Regions from separate parts of the Zea mays genome. Here region 1 is linked to region 2. Evidence: chromatin contacts called from public Hi-C data. All regions are on one chromosome and are shown on one strand. The core of a region is the stretch at or near the end of the contact, and the rest is flanking DNA. Distances in the headings are between cores, read along the strand shown. Region 1 holds the start of LOC103626534. Region 2 holds the start of LOC100281330 (serine/threonine-protein kinase Cx32).

Evidence for each region. Hi-C and Micro-C count contacts between places; a contact is called where the count stands out from the background.
Region 1: a contact with region 2 is called in a Hi-C map of ear, with 2.8 times the contacts expected there. The contact joins the promoter of LOC103626534 here to the promoter of LOC100281330 in region 2. A contact is called at or near these places in 2 of 25 Hi-C or Micro-C datasets (ear and tassel).

Annotation. Positions count from the first base shown.
Region 1 is chr5:72,631,918-72,639,538 of Zm-B73-REFERENCE-NAM-5.0, forward strand. LOC103626534 reads right to left here and starts at 3,826. Exons shown (of 2, transcript XM_008646954.2): 1 at 3,429-3,826; 2 at 2,902-3,280. The coding sequence starts at 3,714. The coding sequence ends at 3,192. LOC100191747 reads right to left here. Exons shown (of 13, transcript NM_001360244.1): 12 at 7,085-7,162; 13 at 6,621-7,002. The coding sequence ends at 6,925.
Region 2 is chr5:72,087,496-72,094,862 of Zm-B73-REFERENCE-NAM-5.0, forward strand. LOC100281330 (serine/threonine-protein kinase Cx32) reads left to right here and starts at 3,990. Exons shown (of 6, transcript NM_001411582.1): 1 at 3,990-4,190; 2 at 4,651-5,033; 3 at 5,875-6,010; 4 at 6,796-6,932; 5 at 7,017-7,126; 6 at 7,298-7,367. The coding sequence starts at 4,124. It overlaps LOC100278523, which reads left to right. Exons shown (of 7, transcript NM_001151769.1): 4 at 1,100-1,200; 5 at 1,551-1,609; 6 at 1,901-1,956; 7 at 1,959-2,086. The coding sequence ends at 2,029. It also overlaps the pseudogene LOC115772136.

The DNA.
Region 1 (7,621 bases), core at 2,576-5,075, 540 kb after region 2:
GCCGCGCGCATCTTTCTTTTCGCTGGCACGTGGGACCTCTGTGTCGGACTCATCCCCTCCAACTCAACGAACACATCCGAGATCCACGCTCGTGAATGACGGACTTGGTGCGGACTCGCCCAGCTCGGGGGAGGTTGTTGGGGCATGTGGTAGCGCCGCTTCCTCGAGACTATAAAGATGAGATGCGCCATCGTCTTGCCGTCAACCTCTGGAATGAGAGAGAAAGAAGCAGAGAGAAGAATAGCGCCGCCGCGGGCTCAATTCGTGGTGTGCTCGCGACCGGTCAGGGTAGCTAGCCTGTGCACTCCCTCCCGATCCCTGCGAGCCGTGCGTGGTCTCGGCTGGCACGATTGGGGCGCAGGGGACCGGCAATTGCTCGCCGTGGTGAAGACTCCGCCACGAATCCGCACCTCTCCGTGGGCAGTCGTCTCTGCGCCATTATTGATGGTGAGTTTTCCTCCATGCGGTTCGCATTGCCCTCTAGATCGTGCGGCGCCTTTCAATTTGGGTTTGGCGCTCGGGAGGACCGGATTTCGCGAGCTCCGGTGAACCCGCCGCCGTGTGGTGGCTGCGCCGTCGCGTGTTCCGGCCACGGGTGTGAGTTTGGGGATTTCGCCTCGAGCCGTTAGATGTAATTTGTGTGGTGGAGATGGGTTAGACCGTAGTAATTTGCGGACGGCGATTTCGGGTCGTCCGATCCGGATCTGGCGGCCGCGACTCACTCTGGGCGATTTTGAATCCGAGCCATCCACCCGGGATCCAATGACCATGGCTGCTTACCGATTCGAGTTAAAGCTATTCTAATCAGGGGCATTCATTTCTGATCTGACGGCAGATATCGCGCAATACCCCTTCAGCCAGCCTTTTTGCTAAAGAGACCCTGTGTAAAACAGAAATTAACCCGCCGTCCTATATCGCTGTGCTCTGGGTCTACAGATTTTTACCCCGAGCCCCCTGGGTTCTCTGGAAATAGTGCGCCCAGTCCAGAACATAATAAAATCAGGGAAAATGATTTATAAATAGATTTTTAATAGGAAAATAATTGCTAGAACTTCAATAATTCGTAGAGAATCCATTTTTGGTCCAAATTGAGCCATTCCACTTTCTAAATTTTTGTAATTTTATTCTTTATCACTTAGAGCCTCTGTTTGGTCATGAAAACAGTAAGAAGTTTAATTCCTCACTTAATCTATTTTAAACACAATAAAACCTTTAAAAATTCATATCTTAAAATCTATAACTCCAAAAATTATGATTTCTGTTCCTAGAATTTTATTTTAATGTGTAGATTATTACTGTGTATTTTGCATATATGTTTGGTGTAATGTTAATTTTTCCTATACAATGTTTGTTTGTATTGCTACGACTAGCAGTGAGGTCACGAGTCATCTGAAGATCATCCTGGTACCTGGAATCTCAAGTGCCAGGCAAGTTGTGCCCTTGATCACTTCTTTTTACCCACTCATGTTCTAATTAATCATAATGATCTGCATAGGTTAATTTTGATGGGACCTAATAGGTTACCCTAGTTTTGACTATCTTTATACCTTGTTTACCACTGAACTTTTTGGGTAGTACTTGCTAGTGCTTTATGTGGTTTTGGGTATGAAGATACATTATTCATGATCACACTTTTATTATCTGTTTATTATCACTGTTCATGATAAGATCATTATGTTAATTGGAACATGGAGAACCACCCGGGAAAACAGTGCTACCACAAGGGTTTAATGGGACGCCCTTGGCCGATTAATTAGGAAAGCTAGTGGAAGACTACCTTACCTGAAAGGGGCAAGGGCAGTAGGGGAGTGGTCAGTGTAGGGAGGCCCTCGGGAGGATTTTGCTGCGATGGCGGTCCTGCAAGGGATTCCTGCATTGGAGCTTCCTATAAACTGTAGCGGGTTTTCTGAAGCTAGTGGAACTTTGTAAAGGCCTCGTAGTGTTACCCTGCCTCGCCTCCTCGGTAGAGGTGTATGGGAAGTCGCGATCCCTTGGCAGATGGGTAACATGACTTGTGGGTAAAGATGTGCCACCTATGCAGAGTGTAAAACTGGTATACTAGCCGTGCTCACGGTCATGAGCGGCTCGGACACTCACATGATTAATCTATGGAACTTAAATTCAATTTGTCATATGCATTGCATCGCAGGTGATGTTGTTACTTCTGTTCTACTATTTAATTGGGTTGGTATTTACTTATACTTAGTAATGGCTAATAAAATTTTGACCAACTTTAAAAGCAATGCTCAGCTTCAGCCATCCTCTTTGGTAAGCCTTACACTTCACGTGAGCTCCCATCTTTGGCGAGTTCATGCACATTATTCCCCACAACTTGTTGAGCGATGAACGTATGTGAGCTCACTCTTGCTGTCTCACACCCCCCCCACAGGTCAAGAACAGGTACCGCAGGATGAGGCGCGTGGAGGATGCTGCGATGTGTTCGTGAGAGGTCTAGGTCGTCGTCTCGCAGTCAACTTTGGGTTGCTGGATCGTTTCCTCATATGATGTAATTATTTATTTATTTTGTATAGAACTCCTGTTATATAGTAAAGATGTGACATTCGATCCTGTGCCATGATTCATTATATGTGTGAGACTTGGTCCCAGCACACCTGGTGATTATGTTTGCGCCCGGGTTTTGGACCCCTAAAATCCGGGTGTGACACATGCGCAGTAGCTAGCTGTGCGGACATGGGGGTCCACAGGGCAGTAGCTGAGAGAGCGTTGGGCGTGGGGCCTACAGAGCACGGCGCTGAGGTGGGGCGCGTGGGGCGGTCCCAGAATGTCAACACGGAGGGTGAAGCTGTGGTAGCACCAAGTATCCACATTAGTTTCTTAATAGAGTAGTATAGATTGAGTATCAACTAAAAAAATAATAATAAATATTTTTTTAATAAGACGAGCCGGTAAAACTTAGCGCAAATTAATTATAAATTGGAACGGAGGGAGTACATTATATATAGGATCGCTTAAACATCCAATTATTGCATTACACTGATGGAACTCTATCTGTTGCTCTCAACTCGATCTCAAGCCACTCTCTCAGATGCATAAGGCCCTATTCGGTTTTTAGGGATTGGAGCTTCGAATTAATTCCTAACCGGATTACTTCTTTAATTTATATAGATTTTGATGAGCTGGAACGAATTCCGGTTTAATCCTGTACAAGCGAACGGGCCCTAATGCATGCTTCAGTTGATCGTCTTGGCTGCACTTGGTGCAAAGGCACCGAGGTTCTTGGTGCAGTCAGCCACACACGCCTCGGCATCCCCAGCCACGGCTGAAATACAACATTAATTCACAGGAAGCAGTCAGATTTCATTCATCTATGATCGAAAGGTTATACTATCGAACTGAAGTATGCATGCATGCATATATGCCTGTCTATCAGATTATTGTCCAGAAGTTAGCTAGCTAGCTGGCCTCACCGTCACCGGCGATCTCCATGGAGCCGCAGAAGCCCATGAGGCAGATGTCGCGGCAGTCGGCGGGGACGACGACCTCCGCCGGAGCCGGCGGCAGCATCCCGTTGATGCAGTCCTGAAAGCAGTTGGCGTTGCAGGGGTAGCGGCCCGTGGACTTCCTGCAGTCGGTGTAGCAGTTCCGGTAGCAGCGGCAGAACTTGGACAGGCCCGCCACCTGCTGCTGCTGCGCTGACAGCAGCAGGAACATGAGCAGGCAGCAGCAGGCGAGGCTGCTCTTCTTCCCCTCCATTATATTCTTGGGTTCTCTCCTCCTCTCAAGGAACTGAAGAAGACACTGGTAGCTATAGCTAGAGATCGAGGTAGCCTGTGTTTTTGCTGCTTGTCGATCACCCTTCGGTCGTGTGCGCGTGCGTATATATAGGCGCTAGGCGGAGAGCCTGAGACTGAGCTGATGAGACGTGTGTGATTCTCCTCTCCCGTGCGCGCGCGCGTGTGTGTGTTTAGCTGAGCTAGCGGATGAATTCCTGCACAAGTTTGCGCCAGGTAAACTGAATTTGTGTGCATCTCCAGAACCGGAAGTATGTAGCTGTTGGTTGGTATCATTTTTTTTGACACCATCTCCAGAGTCCAGAACCACAAGTTTGCGCCAAGATCAGTAGATCAAACTTAGAGGATGGATGAAACCTGCTTGCTTGTATGTCTATGTGAGAAATGTCGGGGAGGATGGATGAAAATTGCTTGCTTGTATGTCTATGTGAAAAATGTCGAGCTTGTGAGGAACCGGTATGCACGTACTATGTTAGTACTACTTCGTTTAACCAAGGGGGTCAGGGTGCCCTTATAATCCTTCTCTCACAGCCTAGGTTTTGAGAGCGAGGTGTCCGTCTGAATAGGCTGCTGCGAGCGTATGAACGTCCGACACAGGCGACGGTGAACTTTAGGCGGACTGCCCCAGGGGTGCGTTACAATTGGTATCGGAGCCCACATTGTCGTTATTGTCTGGGAGAGCTTTGGACCTTTTATTGGGCTATTTGCTATTTTGTCACTCTCAGTTTAGGTTTCTCTATTTTACCATCAGGCCACAAATTATAGACACAAATGATCATAAAAGTCATAGACATAAGGTGACATAATAGCAAAGAGGTGGAATGTGACAAAATAGCAATTTTTTCCCATCTTATGGGGGTGTGATGTGAGGGACCGATATGTACGCCCTGGGTTAGTACCATCTCGCCAAGCCAAGGGGTATGTGGACCCGTGGTGCTCTTATAAGGACGGACTTCTCTTCTCTCTCAGTCTAGTTTTTCAGAGCGAGGTGCCCGTCTTAATAGACCGTTGCGAGCGTTTGAACGTCCAGCCCTGGCGATGGTGGACTTTGAGCGGACTGGACCAGGGTGTGTTAAAGGGCTGCACGGCATCCGTGCACGAAAGAAGAATGCTAGCAGCGTGTGCGCAAGTGCAAGCTTAATTACGTTGCTGGAACATGCACGCAGAGCTAGCTAATTTTATGTATATGCTACTGCAGTCTGCAGCGATGTTTTGGTCTTGCGAGTCTCGGTTTCCTTGTCTGGGTGTACTATACTAGCTAGTAGTGTATATACATGCACATGGATTTATTTGTGTGTAGTACACCTCGAATTGCTTTGGTGCATAAACATTCTGATGGCAATAATTGATGCGAAAAGATTTGGTACATGCATATAGATCCAGAAAGACGAGGTTCTCTCTTTGTCTGTCTTGTAAGAGACGCTGCAACAAACATGGTACATAGGTGCAGTACATGTCCTTAATTGGTGTTCAGAGCGTGAGTGTGTGGTAGACATGTGTCGGATTGGATGAAGTTTTAGAAAGGAAGCCAATATTGCCTAAATCAAAAAAAAAATTTGTTAGCTCCCATTTTAGCCCGGCCTCGTCTCTGGTCGCCTGGTTCGGTCCTTCAATTGGTCTTATAAAAGCGGGTTAAGGGTCAATCAATCTTAACCATTTTGTGATCCGCGGAGACGACATGGAACATGGTGTTACCGTTCTTTGATGAGACAAATTACACATACACATATGTTACCGTTCTTTGATGAGCTTCACAACATAAGCTCACGATTCTGAGAAATTTGTTTGGAAACTTGTTATTACATGCTCCTTGTTGATCGGATTTGTTAGAATCAGGATGACCATCGTGATGCAAACAACGAGAGGCCAGAAATGCTTTTTTTTTCTCCCATCTCTCGCTTTCTAAGTTTGAGCATGGTTGGTCACCGCGATACAATTCATGAGATCTGGTCGACCCTCGACAAGTAAGTTAATTAGTTTGCTAGCTGGTTGATATGTCGATTGAGCCTCAGAAGAACAAAAGGAACCAAAAATCTATCGTTTTATTCAGATCCATCCCGTCATGAAGCTCGATTATTAAATCTTACACTATTTTTTTTTCTTTTCATGCTGTGCATGGAAACTAAAACCCCACGTCTTTATTTGCAGCAAATGCAGCCAAGTAGCACGCACTTGCCACTGGTGTAGCCCCTATCCTTGCAACAGTTGTCACAAGCACCTGGACGCAAGCAGCTTACGAAGCACTTTGGGAATGGATTCCCTTGAACGCATGAATCCTCGGCGCCCACCTCTACCTCCTCTGCAACATGTCCATATCATCCATTTGTTAATGGCTACATAAACAGTTTTTACAGGGACCCTGCAGGCTGCAGGTATGATAGAATGAGCGACTTACGAGAGGCAGCAAGGATGATGAGCATTAGCAGAACTAGGATCTTCTTCTGCATCTTCATTGTTACATTTGTCCTCACCATCTTGATTGTACTGGAAACTAAGATGTGTATGTGTGATGGATGTCTATCAGATGCATCCATCTTCTGCACCTTTTATATCTGTATATATAAGTGTGCAGGCCTCTAGCTGTAGTTTTAGAAATGCTTGAATACGTTTGTATATGGAAATTACCATGTACATTATCATTGCTAGTAAATTAGCCAGACGTAATTGCTATAGTAACCTGGCTTAACATCTCCGTTGTTGTTTAGCATAATGTACTTGCTTCGACCTTATTTATTATCATCACTAGTTTAGAAATGTTATAATAGAAATATAATGACACTTGAGCAGGTAATCACTTCCTGGCAAAACAGATGCCTCCGGACGAAGCCTTCTTCTCGGCTACTACGTTCCATTATAGCCATTAGGATTCCTAATAAAAGTCATCTAGACTTGCCTTGTTTTGTATGACATGGCAGTGGATGCGTAGTACAATGATAATTGTTCTGGTGTTTTCCATGTCTCGCTCTCTTCTAGTGTTTCTCGTCATCAAACAAACCGAATACATGACCGTATAACTAAGCAAGCATTGATGGTGCTATTATCCAACATGGATATACACAAAAAAAAACATGCACAAACAGAAACCCTCTGACTCAAATCAAATCCACTGCAACCCCCCTAACTCGCACCCGCTGCATTCAGGTAATAAACATGGCCTCCAACAGATGTGGACTTAAACAGCTGCGTGGTCATGGTGAGGTTTCAGGTCCATCTCCACCTGGTGAATTGTCCACTGCATGCCCTCCAGTTTCTGATGAAGCTCGACCAGGGTTAGCAACTTAGCAAGTAAAAACATACGGTAAACTAGTGGCAGCAACACTGAGCCAGATTACCTTTACAATCTCGTGGTACTGCCTCGCAATCACATCGAACCGTGGATCTACACCCTGGTACTCACGCAACCGCGAAACCTGACACCAAGAACAATCATCAGAGCAAACAGTTAGCTGGCGGAACATTGGGTTCCATGAGTTCTTTTCAGACGGAATATTCCTTGAGATGGCAGTATGGCACCGTTCTTTCTCCAGACATGTAGTTAAAAATGAAAAAATACAGAATACCATATGTCTGGTTATTGTTTATGCAACTGGAATAAACTCTACATCAGGTTAAATTGCCTACTGCAGCAGGTTAACATTAAAATCATAGGTTGTCACATGTTTGCACATTTAACCTTCCTAAGCAGGACTTTGCTTAGTCATAAATGATTAATTATAACTTGATGCTAACTACTTCATACAGCCTCAAGGTATCAGTTAGTTGTTTTTTCACTAAAAAGTAGCTGCTAGGCATTGGCTCTTAAGATTTGTACAGTTCTACTCTTCGTGAGTTGTAGCCACCAATTTGAGAGCTTTTTCTTGGCTGTTCAT
Region 2 (7,367 bases), core at 2,740-5,239:
ATGTCCGGTGAATTATAGCGGAGCAGTCTTCGTGAAATCCCGAGGCTGCCGAGTTGCCGTGTTCCGTTGGAGCACCGGACACTGTCCGGTGTACACCGGACAGTCCGGTGAATTATAGTGGGCTGCGCCTGAGAAACCCGAAGGCGAAGAGTTTGAAGGCAATCTTCCCTGGTGCACCGGACACTGTCCGGTGGTGCACCGGACACTGTCCGGTGGCACACCGGACAGTCCGGTGCGCCCGACCAGGGAGCACTTCGGTTTCTTTTTGCTCCTTTCTTTTGACCCTTGTCTTGTTCTTTTTATTGGTTTTATGTTGAATCTTTGACACCTGTAGAATATATGATCTAGAACAAACTAGTTAGTTCAATTAGTTGTGTTGGTCATTCAACCACGAAAATCATTTAGGAAAAGGTTTAAAGCCTATTTCCCTTTCACAAAGGATTTGTAATGCGCCCGACTACAGGGCGTCATGACAGCAGCTCCCTAAGCGATGCAAGCCGCTTGTTCGACGAAATGTGTGAGAAGCAAAATGAACATGCCCGCGTGTTAGGTCCTTTATGTGACCCAAATAACTGAATTTCAGCTAAGCACCAGAGCTAATATCTCTAATCAGCTTCCATGGGTGAGGCAATTAACACTTACTCCAATTTGTTCTTCCTTCACGGTGCTACTTAATTCAACACGTTCTTCGTTGCAATGATTACAGTTACACTTGGTTTATCACCATTGCTTTCAGCTTGACAAAGCCTTATCTTTGCTACATACTTAATTAATGCTTCAAAGCACTGACAATTCCAAATGACAGGTACAAGCTTAGTTTCATTGTCACTGATGGAACATGTGAAGCAGAGTTCTTTTGTTTTGATAGCATAGCCAGAAAAATAGTAGGAAAACCTTGTAACAACCTTGTTACAGCAGTTACAACTTCTCAAGGTCCCCTAGCAGACCTAGCCGATGTTATGTGACTGAAATTTACCCTTGCAGTTGCCATCAATATGCCAGCCTACTCTATCACAAACAGTCTTCTCTATTCTGTCTATTTTGACAAATCATGTAAGACATGCCTTCATGCCATCTAACATGTCTAACCATCCTGAAGAGTTGTATACACAAGATGAAGTACCTAGCCTTCCGGTCACACAAAACTCTCCAACAACATCTTTGGCGAAACTATCTACCTGTAGCAACGAAAGAAACGAGGTACGAAACTTCTTGTTTTCTTGCCATGTACAACCTATTAGAAACATCTTATTTTTTTCATGCATATAACTTGATAAAGTCTATTCAACTGGCGCTATGCGTTCTAACATATTTAGATATGCTACAGTACATAAAGATACCTTTAGTACTACTAAATTCTAAACTTCCATACACTCACATAGTTATGTATCTATTGCATTCTAATACCACAAATATAAATTAATACAGACAAAACTCACTAGCAACAAATTTTTAGTTTATAAAATAAATAAATAAATAAATGAAGACAAAATGGACTTCCACTTTGTCATAGCAAACTAGATTCACAGATTTTATGCATTTAACCATAGGGTGATGACCAACGTACAAGTGAACTCAACAAGCAAGATTTATCATCACCACCGAAAAGGTATGTATTACAAAAGATTGTTGGACATAATAGCAATAACAACTACAACCTCATTTTAAATGGTAGATATTATTTTCCACGATAATACAACAATTATCCCAGAAAGAAAAGCTCCTAGATCAGCTCAATGAAGGTATAACACCATGTGCGATCCTTAGTCATACACAACAAATATCTATCTTTATACACAGTCAACACAATATATTCCACTCACCCTTTTACCCAAAACACATCAGCAAACTATGGGGGGACTTTCAACAGATCTAATATTTTTCTCTCTCTTGTACACAGGTATTTGCTTTTTGTGCACCTATCAGGATCACCATCACTTTTGGACCATGAATGCTTCAGCTTTTAGCCTATTTGTGGATCTATACATATGGACTTAACACCTGCAAGCACACTGTTGCTAGGTCTTGATGTACGGTGGTTGAATGCTACTTACTATATATTTTTTATTGTAGTCTAAATTAACTCTACAACTGATATCAACTATTAGAGAAAAACAATGTTATATGCTTATATTTGGTTCTGTGCCTGCGCATTCTATACTTATATTCTGTTCAAATTTGTTTTCATACCTGGGTACAACAACCAGATGTGGTCACGCGCGGCTGGCCGCGCGCCATACACTAGTACATACAATATACCATGAGTTGACGAAAAAAACGAAGCGTAATTATTTTGTAGTTTATACCATGAGTCTGAAGTCACACATCTGACTTCAACCGGCAAGTCTCAGGCAGGCAGCAGGTGAAGCGATGCTCGCTTGCGTTTTGTGTCATGTATGCACTCAACTTCTACTAACTTGCAGCTGAATCTTTCTTTCTTTCTTTATTTTTAAATAAATTCCCTTGGAAATTCCATTCCAAAATTACCGCCAACATCTGCCTCAGACAGAGAAGGGTAAGACAGACAGAGAGAGAGAGAGAGAGAGAGAGAGAGAGAGAGAGAGAGAGAGAGAGAGAGAGAGAGAGAGAGAGAGAGAGAGAGAGAGAGAGAGAGAGAGAGAGAGAGAGAGAGAGAGAGAGAGAGAGAGAGAGAGAGAGAGAGAGAGAGAGAGAGAGAGAGAGAGAGAGAGAGAGAGAGAGAGAGAGAGATGGTTTTATTTGAATAAAGTCAAATGCAGTTTAAAATCCCTGAAATCCTCAGACTAAAATCAAGTCAAATGCAGTACGCACAACACAAGTCTACAACGACACATCCCTTTTTTTCTAGAACGTGTGAACACATCTCCAAGGAAAAGAGAGATGGTATTGACTGGATGGACACCTGGGGGCGGGGCTGGGGCTGGGGCCGGTTCATGATGCAAACATGCATGGTTTTAGATCTGTCTATACTCGCACTCAAGAACCAATCGAAATGGCGATGCTCCATAGCCTGACACGAGAGAAATTAAAAAAAAAACATCAAAAAGTACAGTACAGAGATGGTTTTGTTTGACACAGTCCAGCACCTGTACTACTTGCCATGCCAATATTGTCAAAACCTCTGAAGATCTCATGCGTGACTCGGTGCGTGCCCTCAGAGTCTGTCTGCTTTTGGATGGGATTGCCAAAACATCTACTACAATTTCGTGAAAGGTTAGAGACTTAGGGCATGTTTGGATCCTCAAACAATTTACCGGCTATTTTTAACACCTTGGCCTTTAAGTATGCTGGCTAATAAACTGACTAATTGTTAGCCAGAGACCCGACAAATTGTTCCTTCATTAGCCATTTGACCTTAGTAATAGATCTATAAAGAAAAAAAAGATTGTTGCTAGTTGATTATTTGTCGGCTAATTGTTAGCTACTAGCAAATAATTAATCAAGAGGATACACACAGGATCTTAGCGTGGCTGGTCAAACACACCATTGGCTGGCTCTGGCTCTTTGTTGGGTGGGTTGGACCCGGTCTAAGCTACGTGCTACATGCATCCCAACGAAGTCATGGCATTTGCTTTCTCTGTCAGAAAGAAGGAAGTAACATACAGTTGACAGCATAACCTGAACTTACGGCACCACTCTTTACTTGTTAAAAAGCGCATTTTTTCTACTGCTAAACTGAAACCAAATTGGCATTCAAGAGGTAAATGCAGCAGATAAAGTGCCCAGATTGAGAAAAAGGGATATTTGAGGCATGCTTTTACACGCTGCCGCAGCTGGAGGGGAAGATTGACGAAGAATCCATGGAAAGCAAACCGAGTAGTTTGCAGTTTGTGTGAGTCTGACTCTTTGTGAGGGAGGAGGAGGAGGAGAGAAAAAGGACAGCTGAAACTGGGCTCCGTCCCGCGGTCCCGCCGGTCTAGGGTAGGCCAGCCACATGCAGGCAGGCAGGCAGGCAAGGCAACTGAAACGGGGCGCTCCGTTTCTTCTCTCCTTTCTCGGTCAGCTGCACTCCCTTCGTCAGTCAGTCTCCGCGCATACTTATATCCCCCTCTCCTTGACTTCGCCATCTCCCTCTCCTACGCTTTGTTCTGGGCTCTTCCCGACTTCCTCCTCCTGTAGAGAGAGAACCTAGAGAGAACCCGGGATGGGGAACATCTGCGGCGGCTGCGGGAAGGACAGGGTCGCCGAGGATTTCAGGCCGTCTAGCCCAGGTGAGGGCCCTTCGTCAATCAAGAACCCGCTTTGCTTTGCTTTGTTTTCCCGTTCGTCGTCGTCTTCTCCTTTCCCCTGTAGCTGTTTTTCATGTGATCCATCCAATTCATGGATCCTGAGGCTGGGGCGGCCTATCCTGTTCGGGGAAAAAAAATCCTGGCTTCTGCTCAATTTGTTCCTTAGAAGCTTCATCCTGCAGCTGCAGCTCCCCTGGCTGAAGTGAAGATACAAGCTTTGTTTAGGATCCTAGATTAAGATTTCTTGTTCCTGTGTCAATCATGGTAGTAGAGACGGGATTTGTGATAAAACGGCACTCTTATTTATCAGAAATTCGCAGTTTTTATTCTGGAAGGGTGGGAAAAGGCTAAGCTTTTTCTTTTTTTTCCGAATTCTCCATGTCCTTCACGAATCCCCCCTAATCAGTGACCAGTAACCACACTTGCGAATCGTGCGATGCAGGGACGACAATGACCTCCAAGACGAGCGGCAGCATAACCACCACCAGTCAGAGCACCACGGGGAAGCTCTCCTCCGTGGGCAGCAGCTTCATGGCGTCCGCCGGCAGCCGCAGCACCAGCGGCGGATTCGACGAGGGGGCCAAGTACCCCGACGGAGGCCAGATCCTGGAGGCGCCCAACCTCCGTACCTTCACATTCATGGAGCTCAAGACGGCCACCAAGAACTTCAGGCTCGACAGCGTCCTCGGCGAAGGCGGGTTCGGGACAGTCTACAAAGGGTGGGTGGACGAGAAGACCATGACCCCGACCAGGAACGGCACCGGCATGGTTGTTGCCGTCAAGAAGCTCAACTCGGAGAGCATGCAGGGGTACGAGGAATGGCAGGTAACCGAAATCTTGCCCCTCCTTTTTTGCTACTATATATTTTACTTAGGGCATATTTAGAACCACCTAGTTTTTAATTCCAAACATACCAGTTTATACCTTAGTTTATAGAAATTGGATTCACAGTTTCTTAAAAACCAAGAAGCTAGCCTCTTCTAACTAAAAAATAAAAACTGGTTTCTTAAAAACTGGTTTGATTCCAAACATAACCTTATTAAATAGCAACAATGATAATAATAATATTGGAATAGACTCGTAGAGGATGCCAGACTGATGAACATTAGTACTAGATAGTGACAATTGGGCTTTGACTTGGTATTGTTTGCCCTGATCTGATGATGGTTCATGGTACCAGTACAAGCAAAACAATTGCCTTGTTAGCTACAGATGCAGTTCAGAGTCTGGTGATACAGCACTAATGGAGCTTAAACTTAAGCACAACGATTTTGAAGATTCTCCGATGCTTTATGGTTCTTTATGCTTTGTTTTACTGTTGATGACCAGTTTTGTTCGTGTGTGATGGTTGATTGTTTAATCCAGCTGCCTTATCTCGGTAGTGTCAATGGTCCACTGCTGACCACAAACATATTGTTGGAAGTGTTATACAATATTACAACTAGCCACATGTTTATCACAATGCAGTTACTTTTTGTTTGGTGCCTCACGTTTGTTTGAGAAGATCTTTTGTTTGTTTGGCGAACTATGCCATTTTAAGAAAACCCAACAATTTCATCAGCGTGCCACATGTGCAAATTGTTAGTTTAGTGTAATAAATGTCATTGTTTTGTTTTGCTAGATGTTAACTAGCATAGCTAATTTACACTGCTCAATCTACCTGCAGTCGGAGATAAATTTTCTAGGAAGGCTCTCCCATCCGAACCTAGTGAAGCTCTTGGGCTACTGCTGGGAGGACAGAGAACTGCTTCTCGTGTATGAATTCATGGCCAAAGGGAGCTTGGAAAACCATCTATTCAGGAGTGAGTTCTTATTGCTCTTTAAAAATGCTGTCGATGAAGTTCCATGCACATCTCACTAAACAAGTATTGGAAATCACCTTCCTTGCTCACAATGAGGGCTAGCAGGGCCCGTTGCCCCCTCCCCAACACACACACAGTGGGAAATGTATAATAACCCTATAAATATTTCAATTCATAGCAAACAAATGCATCAATTCACCTGTTTTTTATCATAGTATTGTGATTTTTTCTTTATTAATATTAACTACATAGAAACAAACATTTAAAAAGATATTGAGACATGCACTTAAGGGCATGTTTGTTTAGCTACTAGATTATATAAGTTGGGTTATGATGGAAGGATAGAAAAGTAAAATATCACTTTAGGACCATAAATAAGCTGAAATAAGGTAGTATTGAATGACTTATTTCAGCTTATTTGTAATTCCAAAGTGATATTTTACCCTTCTACCATAATCCAGCTTATATAATCTAAGAGAGAAACAAACATGATCTAAGTATGTATTTATCACGCTTAGAGGTGTCATCACGTTTGCCTGCCCACCTTAATCAAAATTGCTGGTTCCACCAACTGCATTGCTTATGCACTCTACTTATTTTTCACCTATGCAATAGTTTTGTAGCAGTAGGAATGCAGGATACATGTAGTGGCATATCTTTGTAGAGGTTGAAATGTGAAACTGCATACTACACACAAATGCATCTCATTATACTAGGATCTCTTGAGGCATCTACCTGATTGAAAAATACTGATATTGGAGCCAATCAATCGCATTTCCCTTCAGGAGGATGCGCCCCGTTGTCTTGGGAACTGAGGCTGAAGATAGCCATCGGCGCAGCTCGAGGACTCGCATTCTTGCATGCATCAGAAAAGCAAGTGATCTACCGTGACTTCAAGGCGTCCAACATACTTTTAGATGCGGTAAGCTCAATGTTATGCAATGCACCTCAATTCGCTGTTAAGGTCAGATGCTGACAGTGCCTTTTTTTTCTTCTTCTTTGGCAGAACTATAACGCTAAGCTCTCTGATTTTGGCCTTGCTAAACTTGGGCCGACTGGTAGCAAGTCACATATCACAACCAGGGTGATGGGAACGTATGGCTATGCAGCTCCAGAGTACGTAGCAACCGGTGTGTGTCCTCTTGCCTGCCTCTGATACTCTGTCTGCTTCCCTTGTAAATGGATGTAGAAACAGAATCCGACACTTAATTTCGGTCGCTTGAGCTGCGTGGTGATGTTGACAAACGATGCCTGACTGTGAACCAATCCGCCATGTCCACTGTGCAGGCCATTTGTACGTGAAGAGCGACGTGTACGGCTTCGGCGTGGTGATGCTGGAGATGCTGTCCGGGCAGCG